Linked DNA regions of Mus musculus: region 2 is linked to region 1. The links are chromatin contacts, called in public Hi-C maps. All regions are on one chromosome and are shown on one strand. The core of a region is the stretch at or near the end of the contact, and the rest is flanking DNA. Distances in the headings are between cores, read along the strand shown.

Region 1 (3,097 bases), core at 257-2,756:
TGAGCCCAATACTCCCTGGTAGAGCCTAGCATGGCAGAGGCCTTGGGTTTGATCTCCAGTGTAGACGAATGAACCATTTCTTCTTACCCACGTGCAGCTCTGACGACTTTTCTCTTTATTTTCATCAGAATAAGCCTGCTATGATCAGCACACTCAACACTCTCCAGCACTTCCATAATTATCAGACAGATGGGGTTATAATGTTATAAAACAGCCAGCATTAAATACAGGCAACATGATGGTGACAGAAAAGTAGTTAGCCAAGGCTGAAATTAACAACAGCCAACCAACACTGTTGCTGTCTGTTGGGGCCAGGGATGCTGAAATTCTATGGCTTTTTTTTTTTTCTTTTTTTGAAAGGTGACAGGTTGCCAAGCTGCCAAGAACTCCTGCCTCTGCTCATACTGCTCTGCTGAAGTACATTTGCGACATCAACCATCAAATTACATATAAATATGTAATCAACTAAAGTTATTTATAGCTAGCTCAGTGGGTTTACGTTGACGGAATGGGCTGAGGCTGCCGGTTTGATCCTTTGCCACTTATTTGACACATGAAGAAAATTCATCACCTAGTAGTCTGTCCCTACACTCGACCAGGTCACAAAGCTGTGATCTTCCAGAGACCTGGTTCTACTGTGTAGGTGGACAGTCATATCATTTCAGGTACAACCTCATATGGCAATGTAAGTACTAACCTTCAAAACAATAATCAGCCTTGGAATCTTCCATCTCAAAACCTCAATTAGCCATTCACAAAGGAGAAGATGCCTTAGTCATATGTTTAGAACCATTTTCAATATATTTATAAGCACAGGTTGGATCACAGTGTTCTCAAATGTAAAACACTTCTTTAAAAAAAAAAATCAAAAGAGCTTCCCCCCCCCCTGCCCCGCCCCGCCCCATAATGTACTAGAAACCTAGAGGGTGGGTCCTGGTTCTGCTCACTGCCTGGGACCTGATGACAATCCCTGCTGAGTTTGTGCCCTGAGATTTGCCTGCAAGCAGTTCACTGTTCCTGGAGGATACTACACGGCTCTCAGAGCACAGAAGGCTATAGATTCACAACCCAACTTCTGGGGGTAAGAAGAAGATGGAGAAGGAGAAGAAGAAGGAAGAGGAGGAAGATGGGAAAGGAGGAGGACAAGGGGGAGGAGGAGGAGGAGGAAGATGATGAAAAGGAGAAGGATGGGGAGGAAAAGAAGGAGGGGAGAAGGGGGAAGAGGAAGAGAGGGAGAAGGAAGAGGAGGAGAAGGAGGAGGAGGAGGAGGAGGAGGAGGAGGAGGAGGAGAAGGAGAAGAAGAAGAAGAAGAAGAAGAAGAAGAAGAAGAAGAAGAAGAAGAAGAAGAAGAAGAAGAAGAAGAAGAAGCAGCCCTATCTCCCTCTGTTTGAGGCTCTGCTACCCCTCCAAACCCAAACCATCATGTATGTCCCTGGCCTCCTAGATCTGGCTTGCAGGGCTCCTTTGAGGTCTACTCCCCACTGCTTCTCTCTCCCAGTCGAGCCTTGTTCGCCCTGTTCCTCTGAGTCAGCCCGTGAGTCATCTCACTCATTAGCCGAACGAATGCCTCTCTAGCCCCTGAATCTCTTTTGTTTCCTTGCATCTAACTGGTTTTCTGGCAGCCCCCAAATCCAGAAACAACCTTGAAGCTGGAGGGTGGCTTGCTACCAAGATGGTCTGCTCAGTGGAGAGGCTGGGAGAGGGCAAGTTGAATTAAGATGGAGGTGCTGGTGTGTACACTGTGGCCTCGGGGTGGGGGTGGAGGCAACTTCAGTGCCCAGAATCCATGCCTCTGTCCATTCATAGGACGGCACAAGATTACTAGATCTTGGTGTCCCCCACCCCTGCTCCCCACTTCTTTCTTTTTTAAACAGACTCTCATTATGCAGCCCTGGCTTGTCCAGGACTTGCTGTGTAGATCAGGCTGGCCTCAAACTCACAAAGATTTGCCTGCCTCTGTCTCCCAAGTACTGGTTTGAAGGGAGAGCAAACCACACCCAGCTACCCTTTTCCTTCTCTTTCTTGTCTTTTTGTCCTCTCCTCCCAACCCTCACCCCTCTCTCACACACACACCTTTGGATGATACCAGGAGAAAGCTTATGGACTGTACTAGTGATAGACAGGCAAAGAGCAGTAAGTATTCTTAGACCACATGTTGTTTTTTCTCCAGTTCCTGCAGGCGTATCTTTCCGTCACAGTTCTCTTGATGTTACATCCCACGACGCTTCCCCTCCTGAAGAGGTGGATGGGAAAGGATGTGTGAGAGATGGGGGGTCATCCTAGTTGAGGCCTCCTGGGTCTATCCAGATGCCCAGTGAAAGGATGCTAATAAGAACTCTAAATTCACTTGTTGGAGCAGCGGCACCATGGCACCTTTATTAATTCATTAATCTTAAAGCCCTTTGTAAAGTGGAGAACATTCGACTTGGCTGAGTGTGACACTTTTCATTAAATCCAGCAATTTAGTTTCGAAGGGCTCCTTGGAGACCACCTGCGCATTCCATCCCGGCGGCAATGGCAGAGCACCTGTGTAGAGTGAGCCTGGCAGAGGCTGCCCTAGGACTGCACTGTAAAGCCTGTGCGTGCAATCACTGTAAGATCTGTGCATGCAGTCACCCGGGGAGCTAGCTGAGATGCCGGCTCCAGTTCAAGAGGCCAGATGGAAGGCAGTCTAATGCTCATCTGTAAGTTCCCTGGAGGTCCCGCTACCCCAGGGGCCACACATGGAATATACCAAGACTCCAGCGGCTCTGCAGAAAGCAGAGCAAAGCTTGCTCGTTCCTTGAGAAACAACCTGCAGGTTAGGGACACTGCCCTCCACATTCCTCCTCCTCCTCAGATGACGACATTTGTCTACCAGGCCCAGACAATGCTGGACTGTTCCTTCTGAGGCTGCCAGCTCTTTTCTGTCTCCACTCTCAGTCGGGGGTGTTAACATTGAGAGATTTAGGTTTGGGATTAGTGCAGGAAAAAAAATGGTTCCATAGATTTTCAGCCTTGACTGTGAGGTCTCATTTAGCTCACGTTACCCGGAAGCTTAGAACACATACGTAGGCAGAACTTGAACAACAATAAACCATTTCTTTGATTGTTACAG
Region 2 (2,753 bases), core at 77-2,576, 80 kb after region 1:
AAGGATATCTGGATTGCTTCCAGTTTGGGATTATTAGAAGTAAGGCAATTTTGAACATTTGTATGTAGGTTTTTATTTGCATATAAAATGTTATTTCCCTTGAATCAGTGTTTAAGAGTCTAGTTTTATGTTGTTGTTGTTGTTGGGTTTTTTGTTTATTTTGTTGTTGTTGTTTTTTGGTTTGTTTTTTGGGTTTTCTAGACAGGATTTTTCAATGTAGCCTATGGCCTCAAACTTGTAGAGATCCACCTGCCTCTACCTCCCAGTGCTGGGACTAAAGGCATGTGGCACCACTGCCCGGCGAGTTTAGTTACTGAATCACACAAAAAATACTTAAGAAACTATAATATACACCTAAAATGGCTGTACCATTTTACACTCACATTAGGGTACAGGTATTCCATTTTCTCTTGTGTGTGTGTGTGTGTGTGTGTGTGTGTGTGTGTGTGTGTGTAACATGTAAGAGTTAGTTCTCTCCTAATATGTGGGTCTTGGGGATTGAATTCAGGTCATTAGCCATTGAGCCATTGTCATCTGAAGTTTCTCTGAGTTGGTAATAGCCTTTGAGCCATCACTGTGTTTTAATTTTAGCTGTTCTGATAGGCAAGTAATGATGACTGGTGGTGGATGTTTGTGATGGCTATTGGTGTTGCACATGTTTTCATATGCTTATCTGCCTCCTTGGATATGCTTAATGAGTTCTTATTCATGCCTTGCCTGTTTTCTAATTGAATTGTTTGCTTTTTTTCAAAGCCTAATCATTGTAAATACTTGTATTATTTTAGATATCATTTTTTGAACATAAAATAGGTTCTTCCAGGCTGTATCTTCTCATTTTACCTTTTAACAGAGTCCTTACCAGAACAAGATTTTAATTATTTCTGTAGCCTGATTTTTGCTTTTATAGATTAGTGAGTTTTGTGTAGGAACTTGCCTAGGATTTAGAGAAAGGATAATTGTATATTGTGGGTAGTGATATGAGAAAGTCAGTCAGTCAGTCAGTCAGTCAGTCAGTCAGTAAGAACACGTGTAGCTGCTATAGAAACAGTACAGAGGCCTCTCAAAAACCTTTATGACCCAGCAGCCCTACTCCTGGGTATATAAAAGTCATTGCATCAAAGAGATACCCACACCCCTGCTTATTGCAGCACTAGTCACAGGAACCAGAATTATAGAGTCAGCCAAGATGTCCATCAGTAGATGAATGGATTTTAAAAACTGTGTGGGAACAGACATGGCTCAGTGGTTAAGAACATTTGCTGCTCTTGCATAGGACTGGAGTTTGATTGACAGGTGGTTCACAGTCATCTAGAACTCCAGACTCAGGGCTTTTGTGCCCTCTTCTGGCCTCCAAGGCATACACACAAATGGCATTCATATATACAGGCATGCATGTATACACACAGATTTTGTTTTCAAAGATTGTGTGTGTGTGTTTATGTGTGGTGTATGTGTGTCCATGAATATATGTGTGTGACAGAGCAGGGGTTAGGAAGAATACTGTTTAACCATAACAAGGATGCAATCCTGCCGATGCATGACTGAAACTTCAGGGCATTATGTTAAGTAAAGTAAATTAAGTATAGAGAGACAAATATTGCAGAAGCTAAAGACATTAATCACATAATAGTAGATGTACAATAGCACTTAGTAGAAGCTAGGAAGGGAAAGCAGTCACAGGGTAAGATAAGCAGTACGCAGATACAATTGCTATAGTTCTCTTATGTTACAAAGTTGGGGAACTAATCCAGAGCCATTAGTTGTACATTTCACAATAACTAGAGGAAGATTTGAGTTCCCAGAATCATAGGGAGTTGATATTTGAGGGATGGGAGTTCTGAGTACTCTGGTTTGGCCATTATACATTGTATTTGCACAGAAATTTGATTTGTAATGTGGTCACATAAGTGAGTATAAATGTTATATGTTAATTAAAAAAATAGAAACCAGGGAGCTGGAGAGATGGCTCAATAGTTAGAAAGAGTGTTTGACATTCTCAGAGCCTGTAACTCCAGCTCCAGAGAATCTGACATCCTCTTTGGTCTCTGCAGACTCTTAGACATACATACAGGCAGGCAGGCAGGCAGGCATGCACGCACGCACGCACATGGGCACACACACACACACACACACACACACACACACACACACACACACACACACTCTCTCTCTCTCTCTCTCTCTCTCTCTCTTTCTCTCTCTCTCTCTCTCACACACACACACACACACTCTCACAGCATACTCTCCCTAATGAGCCCTCCCTTCCTTGGAGCTTATTTTCCTGTTTCCACTGTTGCTGGAAAGAAGTGGCAGGGACTGGGGGCCTAGGAAATAGGTTGGGCATTGAAGCCAGGAATGGAAGCCACTCTGCTGGTGGCAATGGAACTCCTGTTATTTCCTAGCTGCTGCCAGCCAGGCCACTATTGCCTCCTTGTCAAGGTTGTCCAGCACCCTGACTCTGAGCAAGAAAGGACAGCTAAACCCACAAAACCCCAAACTGCCATGCTTGGTGATCTGTAAGTTCTGTTTTACATTTGTTTGTTTGTTTTGTTTTTCCCTTCCTCTTGCTTACCCTAGCTAGAGGTTTGCCGTTTTTTTTGTTTGTTTGTTTGTTTTGTTTTTAAGGACTCAATCTCTGGCTTCATTCTTTTTCCTAGTTCTCATTTTTAGTTTGATTTCTACTGTAATTTTTGCTTTACTTTTTATTTATTGTGATATTCATGGTTACATTTCTTTTTTTGTCCTAGCTCCTT

The links. A called contact is a pair of places that touch in the nucleus more often than the background predicts.
Region 2: a contact with region 1 is called in a Hi-C map of bone marrow-derived macrophages, with 2.6 times the contacts expected there. The contact joins two enhancer-like sites. A contact is called at or near these places in 4 of 39 promoter capture datasets (cranial neural crest, embryonic stem cells, hippocampal neurons and 1 more), 3 of 484 Hi-C or Micro-C datasets (Th1 cells, bone marrow-derived macrophages and uterus) and 4 of 115 datasets of contacts at active chromatin or transcription factors (CD8 T cells, bone marrow-derived macrophages, embryonic stem cells and 1 more).

What each region holds. Positions count from the first base shown.
Region 1 is chr6:31,330,880-31,333,976 of GRCm38.p6, forward strand. The region is part of intron 3 of 2210408F21Rik (RIKEN cDNA 2210408F21 gene); the gene reads left to right. Among named protein-coding and RNA genes, the nearest start is that of Mkln1os, 66 kb to the right of the region's middle. Within about 2 kb of position 1,507, at least 84 of the 459 cell types and tissues checked have an H3K27ac peak or open chromatin away from gene starts, as enhancers often do. A contact at or near this core is called in bone marrow-derived macrophages, where this site is marked.
Region 2 is chr6:31,411,390-31,414,142 of GRCm38.p6, forward strand. All of the region lies in intron 1 of Mkln1 (muskelin 1, intracellular mediator containing kelch motifs), which reads left to right. Among named protein-coding and RNA genes, the nearest start is that of Mkln1, 14 kb to the left of the region's middle. Within about 2 kb of position 1,327, at least 27 of the 459 cell types and tissues checked have an H3K27ac peak or open chromatin away from gene starts, as enhancers often do. A contact at or near this core is called in bone marrow-derived macrophages, where this site is marked.